Linked DNA regions of Mus musculus: region 2 is linked to region 1. The links are chromatin contacts, called in public promoter capture Hi-C maps. All regions are on one chromosome and are shown on one strand. The core of a region is the stretch at or near the end of the contact, and the rest is flanking DNA. Distances in the headings are between cores, read along the strand shown.

Region 1 (3,043 bases), core at 543-3,042:
TTGAACTCTCTATTTAGTCAAAGATGACCTAACAATTCTGGTCCTCCTATGTCCACCTCCCTTTGTGGGACTTTTGATATATAGAAGCATTTAGATAAAAATCATCTCTTGATCTTCTCCAGAAGGCTAATGCATAAGAATAGTCTAAGCCAACATTAACATTTTGTATAGTAAACGCCCATGAGAAAGTTCATGCTCACATACTTGAACTGGACTAGACACTTGTCCTGTTTTTAGACACTAGCAATCAAATATTTACATTTTTTGGAGAAATCCCACTGTGAAGAATAATGGGATTACTGACTATTGCCAGGCACTCTGTAAAATAAAGACAGATTTAGTCCCTCTTGGAAGTTTGGCTCCCTTGTAGGATTCCAGATCTTGAGATAGGATCACAAAGAGACTGATATATTTAGTGATTTTCAAGGGACAAAGGGTTGTGGGGGCAAAGAGTAATTGGCACAGCAGCAAGTCTCACAGTGGCAGCATCCCAAGTGGGGTTCTTCTCCAGCAACAGATAGTTTTCAGAGGCCTTGCTTGCCTTGATTTGGTCTCTTTCCTCAGTCTATACTTCAACTCTTTTATGAATCCTATGAAGTACTAACATCCTCCCAGTAATCCCTGCTCTGATGAAGTTAGCCAGTGCAGTTTTCAGCATTTTGCATTTAAGAACCCTAGCAGGCTAGGGAGATAAAGGAAGGGCTAGGCTCAGTTGGTAAAGTGCTTGTCATGCAACATAGACCTCAGTTCGATCCCCAGAACCGACATTAAAAAGGTGGGCATTGCAGTACATGCTTGTGAGAGGCCCTGTCTCATTAAACAAAATGGACGGCACCAGAGAAAGGTCATCTGAGGTTGACCTCTCACCTTTGCACACACTCATACATACAAGTGCATGCAACTGGCACACACATACACACATAAGACCTTGGCAATAAAATTTTGATCCATTTGAAGTTCTAATGTGCAAGTGGTTCTGGATAAGAGTTCATGGAAGTCAAATAGGCAATCTCTAGTTCTTTTCATGCTGTTAGCAGGAAGGGCAGGTGTGAAAAAAATTGCTTCTGGGGAGTATGTCTATAATACATATGTACATATACAATTATATATAATATGTAATATATAATATATATAATAATAGCTTTATCAAGGTATGTAACATACTATAATATGCAGCCTTTAAGTCATACAATAGCAGTACTGGGTATACTTAAATGAACGAGTGCTTGATACTCTAGGATTCTCCAACACTGTCCCTCAAAAGTAAAAGCAAAGTAGACAAATTGGTACTAATACAGTCATAGCTGTAGCAACTTTCATTCTGATTGGTACTTTTTTCCTGCTTGTTTGCCTTGTATTCGTTTTTTAAAACAATAATAATTACTATTCTTTTGCTTGTCTGCTTTTATTTTGAGACACACTCTTGAATAACCATAGAACTGAAACTCCTGATGCTCCTTCTGAGCTACAGGTGTGCGATACCTTGCGGGCTCTGCCTCTTTTAAGTACACTTTTAGGCGTTTTTTACAGACCCAGGAAAATAGCGCTTATCTATTTGAAATGTGTACCATCATCTCCATTCAAGTCTTTTATGTGGAGCACTCCCGAAGATTTCCTTTAGGAAATACCATCTGATCTCTTCAATGAGTCTACCTGTGACCTTGGGCATAAGGGTACTCCAAGCAAGGACTTCCTCAGACACCTAACTCTGAAAACAACTCACTTTTCCCTTCTTGCAAACCCGCCTCTGTACTGGGATCTTCCTGATTGGTTGTTACCTTGTGACGCCATCAGATTGCGACCCTGAAGCGGCTAGCCGTGCTGTCATGTGGCGGGGTGTCCCGGGCTGCCTACGGGACATTGTGCAGTGGCAGGTGGCGCTCTGGTCCCACAGCTTTGTCCGGACTTGGGGTAGCTGTGGGAAGGCGATGACTGAGGCACTGTCTGCGCAAGCCGAGGCAGCGGGCGGGCTGAAGGCTTTGGTTCAGCCAAATGGAGATGCTGGTAGCAACACGAGCGGAGAGCCGCTCCTGGAGCGCCTGGAGCCGGCGGCGGTAGGGAAGCAGGTCCCGGAGAGCGGGGACCAGGCCCAGGGAGGCGAAGGGCAGCTCCCGAGCAACGGAGAGCAGACCCCAGCTCCAGTCGCCGACTCAGGCAAGAGGAAAAAGCGGAGGGGCGCCACTGGGGAACGGGTCGTGCCGCCTCCGAAGAAACGGCGCACCGGGGTGAGCTTTAGCGATGAGCACTTCGCAGAGACTACCTACTACTTCGAGGGCGGCCTGCGCAAGGTGCGGCCCTATTACTTTGACTTCCAGACCTACTGTAAAGGTCGCTGGGTGGGCCGCAGCTTGTTGCACGTCTTCAGCACCGAGTTCCGATCCCAGCCACTGTCTTACTACGAGGCCGCTGTCCGGGCAGGACGCCTGCATCTCAACGAGGAACCAGTCCAGGACCTCAGCATCGTGCTCAAGGTGGTGTCTGATGGAACTAGCTTTGAGAAAAGGAGGGAAGGTTTTGGGATTTTTTTTGTTTGTTTGTTTTCTCAGACACACCTTATAAGTATGGGAGTAAAGTGATGGTAATTCAGAAACAATCTCATTTTCTCTTGGTGCTCTTTTAGTCCCCGCTTCCCACAGCCCCAAGTAGGTTAGATAGCCTTCCCACGCTCCAGAACTTAACCTGATCATCCTTGCCAGCAAGGCTGTTTGTTTCCAACAAACAAAATGGAAATTCTCATGTTCCTTTAATATCTGCCTTGTGGCAAGGGCACTGCCTACTTTCTACCCTGCATGATATATCTCTGTACAAATAATAATAGAGACCTCATTTATGTGTTCTTAACTGTATCAGGAACAAAGTTAAGCGTTTTGTGCACTCTAACATTAAACTCAAGTGGCAACTTTGGGGAGTTTGCATTGCTTCTTCTCCCCTTTGTGACCAAACTGAACCTCAAAGTAAGGCAACAGTACGATTCCCAAAGTGTGCGCTCATATTAACACTGAAACTCGTTTCCCATGTGTATAGAATTAGGAAGTCAGGGATA
Region 2 (3,142 bases), core at 475-2,974, 1.5 Mb after region 1:
TTCAAAAATCCATCTTGACCCTCTCTCCAGTTAAAATCTACGATGGGCTGTACGAAATTCCAGCACTGTGATTGAACTCAGGATCAAGTTTGAGGCCAGTCTGGGCTACATAAGCCAGATTCTCTCCAAAACTATGAATCAAAATAAACTCTACTATTTTCTGTATCTAGTAGTTCAGTCCGATCTCGAAGGAGTGCTTAGAATGTCTAATTTGGGGCTAGAGAGAGGCTTAGTGGTTAAGATCACCGACTGCTCTTCCGAAGGTCCTGAGTTCAAATCCCAGCAACCACATGGTGGCTCACAACCATCCGGAATGAGATCTGACGCCCTCTTCTGGTGCATCTGAGGACAGCTACTGTGTACTTAGATATAATAACAAATAAGTCTTTAAAAAAAAAAAAAAAAAGCCGGGCATGGTGACACACGCCTTTAATCCCAGCACTTGGGAGGCAGAGGCAGGCGGATTTCTGAGTTCGAGGCCAGCCTGGTCCACAAAGTGAGTTCCAGGACAGCCAGAGCTATACAGAGAAACCCTGTCTCAAAAAACAAAAATAAAAACAAAAACAAAAAAAGAATGTCTAATTGGGTGTATCAGAAAGAGATGAGCGTAGCCATCACCGGAGATGAAGTTCACTAACTCCACAACGTGAAAACTTCAACAAATCACTCTCAGTATCTCAGTACCTCATGTAAAAAGTACTACCCAAAAACATCTACTACAACAGCTTGTTAAATTCCCAAGACACACCTGAATGTACTTATCACACGCAAAGCAGATACTAAGTAACTCGTAGATGAATCTGATCATTCATTCTTTCGTTTTTTGGCGTTACACTTTTAAGATTCCCCCCTGTAGTTTTAGAACAGGATTTGGCTCTTAATCAGTCTGTGATTGGAATCACTTTAATATAAACCGATATGGTGGCTAGAACTGTAATCTGCTTCCAAGTTGGGGTAAAAAAACACACACACACACACAACACTGAAATCTGGAACTTCCCCAAAAAGATAGTTTACGTTACTTTCAAAGATGACTATACCTAACAGACTGAAACGGGAGGCGGTGCAATAATCTCCTCTCCACACTACGCACCAAAATCGTACTAAATATTAAATGGACACATACCGTTCCACTAGTTGCTACTACATTGCTAAGACGCATCCCACAAGTAGAGTCCTCAAAAGCAGGAAAAAGAGGCGACACTGTTAGTCTCGGAAGGCTAGAGATGGCCCTGGCCTGAAACCTACAGCTTTTAAACTAAGGCTGAGATTCCTCCTAGACTAGACCCCATGCCGACAGAGGTCAGGGCCTGCCCCAAAGGTCAAAAACCTGGAGCCACGCGTCCAGTCTGGGTTGCGAACAGAATCGGATTGCCCTTGCTGGAATCTGTGCCCAGAAGCCAGACGCACCGCTCGCCAATAAACCCTAAACCCACACAGGTCAGAAGGGGCATCGTAGCGTGGTCGCATGCAGGCGCAGCTCCACCACCTGTCCAGGGGGCAGACCCTCGGGCTCCGATACGCCCAACCAGGCCGCATCCTCCTTACTCACACTCACAGCCCGACCTTCCTACGCCATCTGGCCGCCGAGGACCCGGCGAGGGAGCTCCCAGACGCCCCCTTAGCCTCCGGTCCGGCGGCGGCCCGGGACCCGCTCCCCGCCGGGCACTGACGCCGCCGCCGCCGCCGCTACTACCACCATCGCGCAAGCGCGCAGGCGCACGCAACTCAGCACGCTCCCTCTCCCCTCCCACTCCATCCGCCCTTTTCAACCATCTAGCTTTATTTGAACATAAGAAGTGAACAACGGACACCAGACAAGTGGCCTTACTCAAAAAGGATGAAGAGCCCAGATAGGTCTTTTGCACAAACCAATTGGCTGCACCTTCTTTTTCTTGGTTTGTTTGTTTGTTTGTTTGTTTTCCCCATTTTCCAAGCTCTTTCTGGACTTCCCCTACTTTCTAAGCCCTCCACCATAAGCTGTGGCAGTGTCTTGACTACATTTCAAAACTATTCCTTCCTTGTGAAACTTTGGAACAGATAGATTCCAAGTTAGGCATGGTAGCTCACCTCTGCTTCTGGAGGTTGAGAGCAGAGTGTAACGGGAGTTCAAGGCTAGGCAAAGCTGTTACATAGTTCCTGGGCTACAATGTGATACTGTTTCAACAAAGGACAGAACTCAATTTAAATCTTAGCCTAGCCAGGCAGTGATGGCGCACACCTTTAACCCCAGCACTTGGGAGGCAGAGGCAGGCAGATTTCTGAGTTCTAGGCCAGCCTGGTCTACAGAATGAGTTCCAGGACAGCCAGGGCTACACAGAGAAACCCTTTGTCGAAAAACCTAAATAAATAAATAAATACGTTAAAGCCTCAAATCAAAATAAACAGCTACCTTCATTTATGTGTAAATCCAGATTCCTTCTAAAGGTTTAGGGAATTCTTCCAATTGTGTATTTGTGACATCACAAGTCCTTAAAGCATTTAAGGTCTGCTAGGCTGCTTTTTCTACTTCCCCTTTAAGGGAGATTACATACAGAAGTGCTTTGCTCTAAGTTCAGAGACATAGTTCAAGAAATGCCAATATAAGTGAGGACCAAAATAACCATAGACCAGGATTTCACAACATTGACAGGTTTTTGTTTTTGTTTTTGCTTTGCTTTGCTTTGTTTTGTTTGTTTGTTTGTTTGTTTGTTTGTTTTTCGAGACAGGGTTTCTCTGTGTAGCCCTGGCTATCCTGGATCTCACTTTGTAGACCAGGCTGGCCTTGAACTCAGAAATCCGCCTTCCTCTGCCTCCCAAGTGCTGGGATTAAAGGCACGCGCCACCATGCCAGGCAACATTTACAGTTTGAAGCAGATAACTGTTACCAGTTGCTGTCTAGTGCATTCTAAGATAATGTTCCCCCAACTCTCTAGACCCTGCCCAGTGTCCCCCTGGAGGGCAAAAAATGTCCCTAATTGAGAACTACAGTATTACATCCATAATTATCCCAATCCTTTTTTTTTCTTTCCATTTTTTATTAGGTATTTAGCTCATTTACATTTCCAATGCTATACCAAAAGTCCCCCATACCCACCCACCCCCATTCCCCTACCCGCCCACTCCCCCTTTTTGGCCCTGGCGTTCCCCTGTTCTGGGGCAT

What was found. Capture Hi-C pulls out chosen DNA fragments and counts their contacts.
Region 2: a contact with region 1 is called in a promoter capture Hi-C map of adipose tissue, with 2.5 times the contacts expected there. The contact joins the promoter of Zfp106 here to the promoter of Rpusd2 in region 1. A contact is called at or near these places in 1 of 39 promoter capture datasets (erythroid cells) and 2 of 9 other capture datasets (adipose tissue and liver).

What each region holds. Positions count from the first base shown.
Region 1 is chr2:119,032,998-119,036,040 of GRCm38.p6, forward strand. Rpusd2 (RNA pseudouridylate synthase domain containing 2) reads left to right here and starts at 1,793. Exons shown (of 3, transcript NM_173450.3): 1 at 1,793-2,471. The coding sequence starts at 1,827.
Region 2 is chr2:120,562,135-120,565,276 of GRCm38.p6, forward strand. Zfp106 (zinc finger protein 106) reads right to left here and starts at 1,725. Exons shown (of 22, transcript NM_011743.3): 1 at 1,553-1,725.